Linked DNA regions of Mus musculus: region 2 is linked to region 1. Evidence: chromatin contacts called from public Hi-C data. All regions are on one chromosome and are shown on one strand. The core of a region is the stretch at or near the end of the contact, and the rest is flanking DNA. Distances in the headings are between cores, read along the strand shown. Region 1 overlaps Sim2 (single-minded family bHLH transcription factor 2). Region 2 overlaps Hlcs (holocarboxylase synthetase (biotin- [propriony-Coenzyme A-carboxylase (ATP-hydrolysing)] ligase)).

Region 1 (3,079 bases), core at 54-2,553:
AGGGAGGTGCTTGACAGGGCCATTCTCTAACATGCCTGGCTATATATATCGTTTTTGCATTTAATGCCTACTTCATATTTTGAAGGTGCAACTTGTGTCAACCAGAGTTCCTAAGGGCTCGGTTATGAGCGAGCTTGTTAGTGTGCTTCGGAAGCACACCCGTGTGCATGCACACAATAGGCTTGCACGTCTGCCTCCTTAGCCTCTCCTTGTTGGCTTTTGTATTTTTAAAAGGATTAAATTTAAAAATGAGATGCATGAGTTCAAAGACAGCAGAAACTGTTGTCTGCACGTGGGACTTACAAGGATAACATTCTGCGTTTACAAGTGTCCAAAAGGACTCTGAAGGGACTTTCCACCCTGTCTGTACCCCTCGGGAACAGAGGACCACAGAGGGGGGCTCGGGGGGGGGGGGAGTGAGGGTCTTAAAGTGGCATCTGTCTGCCAAGCTGTATGCAATGTCTTGAATTCCCATTATTGGACCTCGGCTTGATTGGCTTCATGGTGAGGAAACCAAGATCCCTGGAGACGGTAGTTTGAGGTCACAGATTGACACCTGGATGCTCAGCCCCATGAAAACCGGCCCTTGGACAGGAATGGGCAGTCCCTTCTCCCCATTTCCCAACTGCGTCCCAACCCTCTACACCAGCATCTACGGTAAAAATCTAAAAGTCGGCTGCGGAGTTCTATTAAAATAGTTGTCTCTGTATAAATTAATTTATATCGTGCATATACAGTTCGCCCCTCCATCTGCTGGACCTTGGGGGTGAAAGAGGAACCAGAGAAGGCCTGGCCTATGGCTTCTCCCTGAGGGCCGCCCTGCCGAGCGGGACTGGCCCTGGCGGGTCACCTGCCGTTGGTGATGATGACCGAGGCGCCCAGGTAATGCGGTCGGGGCGCGCCGGGCGCAGAGGCGGCGACGGGGCCTGGGTGTCGGGGCCTCAGCGAGCCGGCCGCCTCGGGGGCTCCGGGCGCAGCGCTCCCCAGAGGCCCGCGGCGCGCCAGCACGCGGTGGTAGTTGAGCAGCACGAAGGGCAACTGCGCCGGCGCCTGCGGCTCGGGGGCGGGCGGCGCGCAGCACTCGGGGGGCGCTCGGGCCAGCGCCAGCCGGGCTGCGTCCCGGGACGCCTGGCGAGGCGCCTTGGCAGGGCCCAGCGCCGGCTCCTCGCGGTAGTGGCCGCAGCTCGGGAAGCTTGGGGGCGCGGGGTCCTCGCAGAACCTGCGCGCGGCTGCGGAGGGCGCTGCGGGGACAAGAGACAAAAGAGAGGATTGTAGGGGAGGAAGCCGCCCACTCAGAAACGTGTCCATCCTCTGCTCTGCACTGAGCCACACGCACCCTCAACCCTGCCCAGCCACAGACGCCGGTGGCCTTGCACAGAGACGCTCGTGCCAGGTTCACAGAAAGCCACAGGGTCCTCCTCGGTCCTGCATTGAGCTACACGCGCCCTCACTCTTGCAGTGCGACGAGGTCCTGCTCCATCACGCACAGAGTCATGGGATCCTCCATCACACACTACCACACGCGCCCTCCATCGTTAGTCCTCCTCCGTTGGTCCGTGCCACCCCTTGTGCATTCCAGGCCAGCGCACATTGTTGGAAACATGCTGGGAGCTTTAGAGGAACAGGTGGGATTCATTCTGAGTAACACGCTTAACGCAACAGATCCAAATACTCCAGTGTGTCATCAATATTAAAAGATGCTTTAAGCCGCGCGGAGCTAGTGGACAGCCGCAGAATCGAAGCCAAGCAACTCTTCTTTACAGCACCAAGTCTACCCATTTTACTAATCTCTCAATACGGTGGGGGTGGGGTTGGGTGGCAACCACCCTGTGCTGTTTAGTAGGCCCATAATTAAAAGTATTAACTGTGCCCATTCAAGTAACTCCCCCGAGCTTTCCCATGAAGCCGTTGTTTTCATTTAATACCAAAGACTAGTAAGTTGCTCACAAATTGCCTCAAATTAGCACCTTCAGTCCTTCCCTGAGGCCCGTCTTATCAAATGTGACAAGCAGGCGGCTGCCAACCATTTTTGCTTTAAAATAGTAATAAAAGCCGGATTCTGTGTGTTATATCATTGGCCAGTCCTCAGATACAGAGAAATAAGTCTGGCTCACACGGATGTTTGCAGGGTCTTTCCCCTTTTCTTTCTTGACTGTGAAGGACCCTTGCACAGATGAGATGGGGATCCAACCATCTCAAGGGTGGGATCATAGCTGTGGGGCCAGGCTGGCGCCAAGGCAGGGCGGGCCCCAGTGACTGGTGGGTCTCCTCTAAATTGTCTGCTTTTGAAAACAATGTTCTCCTTGTGTCCACAAAGGCCCGATTTCTCCCATAATTGTCCCTCTGCTCAGATTTGCCCACAAACTGTAGACTGATCACAATATGGAGTCATAGCCTCAGAGTTTGCACAGAAAGCAAAGCCAGAGAGGCAAAGCGAGGGAAAGAGAGGAGAGAAGGAGAGATGATTGTGTTACATGGGAGTGTGGGGGCATGTACTGAGACATGATTGTATGCGGGGGCACACACTTCAGGGAGCTACTTTATAAAGGCTAGTGACACTTTTTCCTAAGCCATAGCATCCAAGTGTGACATTTACTCCCATATTAGCAGTTCCTGCAGAACTAGCAGGCACCTAGAGTATGTCAAGTAGGCTCCCTACATCGGCTGTGGTCCCATTTCACAGAGAGAAAAGCAGAGGCTTGAGGGTGCTAATTGTTCTCTGTTCATGGCTTCTGTCCCCAAGGCCGGGCATTTCTTCATTTGTTTTCTGTAGTTTGAGAACCGGTCTGGGAAGAGAACTAACATCTGCCATTCACTCTGAGGAACGGCGAAAAGGCACCTCAAGGATGCCGCTGGAGCGTGGTCAAACATGGGAGCTGGTTTGGAAAATCACTTTTGCCTCCCTGTGAGGTCACGAATAAAGCCAGAACTTATATGGGGACTGGGCACTCAGCTTCTCTCTGCTGTTTATGCCATCTCCGGTGTTCTTGTTATATGTAACTCACGCCCATGAAACCATGATGGGCAGTAGGAAGCACAGAAATCCCAGCTTAGAAGCAGAAGAGGCCAGTTTGCCCAA
Region 2 (3,128 bases), core at 12-2,511, 84 kb before region 1:
CATGACTGAAATTAAACACAGCAGTTTTAAAGGCATATTTTTTGCTTGAACTTTTACAAGCTCGGGCCATGTTTTTATTAAAAAATCAGACTCAGCACCTTATATGGAGTACAATACCAGATGTGAGGCATGAAGGGATTGCTGGGCCACCTGCTCACTGTGTATTAAAAACTTGTGTGGTAGCTGATGTCATACGAAGTACTTATGGTGGGGAATAATTTGGAGTTATTAGACCATATCAGAGCACTAAGGGTCACTGCTGGTGGAATGTTCAGAATTCTCTATCACATTTTACCATTTGTTTGGGAAAACCACAGTTGGGATGATGACCCCTCTGCTTAAAAATGAGGGAAGGAAAAAAAAAAGCCAACAGGAATGAAAACTGAATCAGAGATGGCAGGGAGGAGGTGGTGTCCAGGGCAGATCTCTAATGGGATGGACTTCGTGCAGGGCGAGCTGCACAATTGACTCACTGAGCTTTCATCAGAATCTCCTGTCCGCGTCCTCTCTCCCCACCTCAGTTCAGTTCTGCCCCCTTAGCCTTGCTTGGCTCACCCCGTTAGGAACAAAGTGGGCCCACCATGGTAGACCTGACATCTGCAGCCTGCCTTGTTAGTGTCTTTGAACCTGAACCTGAAGTAGGAAGTGCGACAGTTTTCACACCCTCAGTCTCCGCTGGCGATGTTCCTGAACCGTCCTCGAAGACGCAGTCCGTTCGATCCCCCCCGCCCCAGGTCCCCATTCACCCCTGCATCGGTGCCTCTTTACCCTTCTAATCTTGTAGCACCCAGCTTCTCTGAATGGAGCCACCTCTAGGTGTCCCATAGAAAAGGCCCTGGGAGGTGACCCTGAGTGACAATTCCCTTTGCTCCTCAGCTAGGGTCTCCTTTTGCTTCTAGGACAAATCGAAGGAGGATCTGGACAATCTGTGGCCTGACACATCCTTTAGAGAGACTCAAGTGACAGAGGAGGGTGCGGTTTAGGTAGGTACGTTGGAAGGGGTTTAGAAAATGGAGAAGTGTTGCCATAATAAAACCTGTCTTCCCACAAAGGCAAGGATGGCGAGTGATTTGCCAGTCTAACAAAATGGGACAGTCCTGATGATGTCTCTCTCTCTCTCTCTTCCTGGCAACAGTAGCATTCCTCCATGGCTATAATTATCTAAAGGCCCTTTTGTCTAATTCAGAAATAGATCTCCAGGCTGGAAAGATGACTCAGCAGGCACACACAGTTAGCAGGCACACACAGTCAGCAGGCACACACACACACACACACAGAGTCAACAGGCACACATAGCACGCACACACACCCAGATACCACGACATGCACACACACAGACCAGTAACAGATTCTCAGAGTTTTAAAAAATATATATAAAAATATGATTTCCAGTGTCTTTCAAGTTTTGGTTAACATTTTAATCAAAATTGGAAACATTTATATGCTTTAAGCAGTTATTTGCTATTAATGATTAGAACCAAATCGAGGCTCGGTTAAAAATTGACAGAATGGAGATAAGATCATTTAAAGCACTTTTTAAAATAAGTATTTGTAATATGGGCAATTGGAAAGCAGGGCTTAAGATCATCAAGCAGAGTTAGGGTGTGATTCTGGGGCGAACAGAAGAGTGGGCCCTGGCAGGCTTCAGGGGTTTGCTTGTGTATTTTGAAGGTAGATAACAGAGTAGTGAATTCTCTCTACTGGGTTTTTAGTCCTCCAGTACACTTCAGCATCATGTGATGGTTTTATTTTACAATGTCATGACAGACCTTAAGCCAGAAATACCATCCTTTACAATTCCCCACAGGCTGGAAACTTTCTATATGCCAACTTAAACCTATACAGAGTTTCCATGTTTTTTAAATTTTATTCATTTTTATTTTATTTACATTGGTGTTTTGCCTGCCTGTGTGAGAGAGCCACAGACAGTTGTGAGCTGCCACGTGGGTGCTGGGGATTCTTAAGCCCTGAGCCATCTGTCCAGCCGCCTTTCTCGGTTGTTACAGTTCTTTCAGGGCTGTGAAGCCGAGGCTTGGCGTGTGCTTCAGGGCACACAGGAACTTGGGGCATGCGGTGGTGTGGCGCTGACGCTGGTCCTCAGCAACAAACACTGTTCAAGAAGAAACTGTACGAACAGTTGGGGCTGTGGCTCAGGAGGCAGAGTACTTGCCTAATGCGTCAGGCCCTGGGTTCTAGCCCTGGCATTACATAAAATACATGTGGTAGCACCCAGGATTCGAGAAGCATTCCTGTAGTGAAACCCCGTTTCTCCACCAACACAAGGTTGACGAGTGATTTGATTTGACAATCTGGGCGATGCTGTGACATGAGTGCCTTAAGTCCAAAGCTTCTTGGAGAGGCGACCTTCCAGCTTTGAGTGAACCGTGGCCTTGCCCATGGTCTTCATATCACTTCATATCTGCAGACACTGTTCCATACTTGATCTCCCCAGCCCACTGTTCCCCATGTCAGCCACTCCCACTGGGTGGCCCTTTCTGCCCTGGAAGCCTTGGTCTGTGAGCAGCCCCCTTCTCCTGGTCTGTGAGTGTCCCTTCGCTTTGGTCTAAGAACGCTCAGACCTTGGTGCTTTACAGTGCTGTTTGAAGGTCTACACGTCACACTGTGTGGTTCTCACGTTTCCCTCTGCCGGTGCAGCTGGGAAGCAGGGCTTGGGAGGACACTGTGACTCATGTGATGTTCACCTCCACTGAGGAATTCCTAACAGTTAGGAAATAGAAGTGCAGCATGGCATGGTGGGAAGAGTGGGCCTTTACCAGAGTCCATGCCTTCCATTCAAGAAGATGACAGGTCTCCCCCAATCCTTATCACTTCAGACCCCGTGGATATGGTTTGGGAAGGATCTGAGTCTGTCTTCCAAGGGCTCAGGAGCTGGGAGCTTGGTCCTCATTGTGGGATGTTAGGAGGTGGTGGGACCTTTCAAAGGGAGATGGCTGAGGGAGAGGTTGCTACTGGCTCCTCTGAGTGGCTGTGTCTTCCCTGTGATCTTTGTGTATGAGAGACAGAGATTCCCACCCTGTTCCGTTCACCCTGAGGCCCTCACTAGAGCAGAGGCCAGATGGCCTGTCCTTGAACTTCAGAACTGTGAACCACACAGCTCTTTAAAAACA

What was found. Hi-C and Micro-C count contacts between places; a contact is called where the count stands out from the background.
Region 2: a contact with region 1 is called in a Hi-C map of cerebral cortex, with 4 times the contacts expected there. The contact joins two enhancer-like sites. A contact is called at or near these places in 1 of 484 Hi-C or Micro-C datasets (cerebral cortex), 4 of 115 datasets of contacts at active chromatin or transcription factors (double positive thymocytes, embryonic forebrain, embryonic stem cells and 1 more) and 4 of 9 other capture datasets (adipose tissue, embryonic stem cells, liver and 1 more).

What each region holds. Positions count from the first base shown.
Region 1 is chr16:94,123,660-94,126,738 of GRCm38.p6, reverse strand. It overlaps Sim2 (single-minded family bHLH transcription factor 2), which reads right to left. Exons shown (of 11, transcript NM_011377.2): 11 at 1-1,241. The coding sequence ends at 847. Among named protein-coding and RNA genes, the nearest start is that of Sim2, 40 kb to the right of the region's middle. Within about 2 kb of position 1,303, at least 49 of the 459 cell types and tissues checked have an H3K27ac peak or open chromatin away from gene starts, as enhancers often do. A contact at or near this core is called in cerebral cortex, where this site is marked.
Region 2 is chr16:94,207,899-94,211,026 of GRCm38.p6, reverse strand. The region is part of intron 6 of Hlcs (holocarboxylase synthetase (biotin- [propriony-Coenzyme A-carboxylase (ATP-hydrolysing)] ligase)); the gene reads left to right. Among named protein-coding and RNA genes, the nearest start is that of Hlcs, 81 kb to the left of the region's middle. Within about 2 kb of position 1,261, at least 50 of the 459 cell types and tissues checked have an H3K27ac peak or open chromatin away from gene starts, as enhancers often do. A contact at or near this core is called in cerebral cortex, where this site is marked.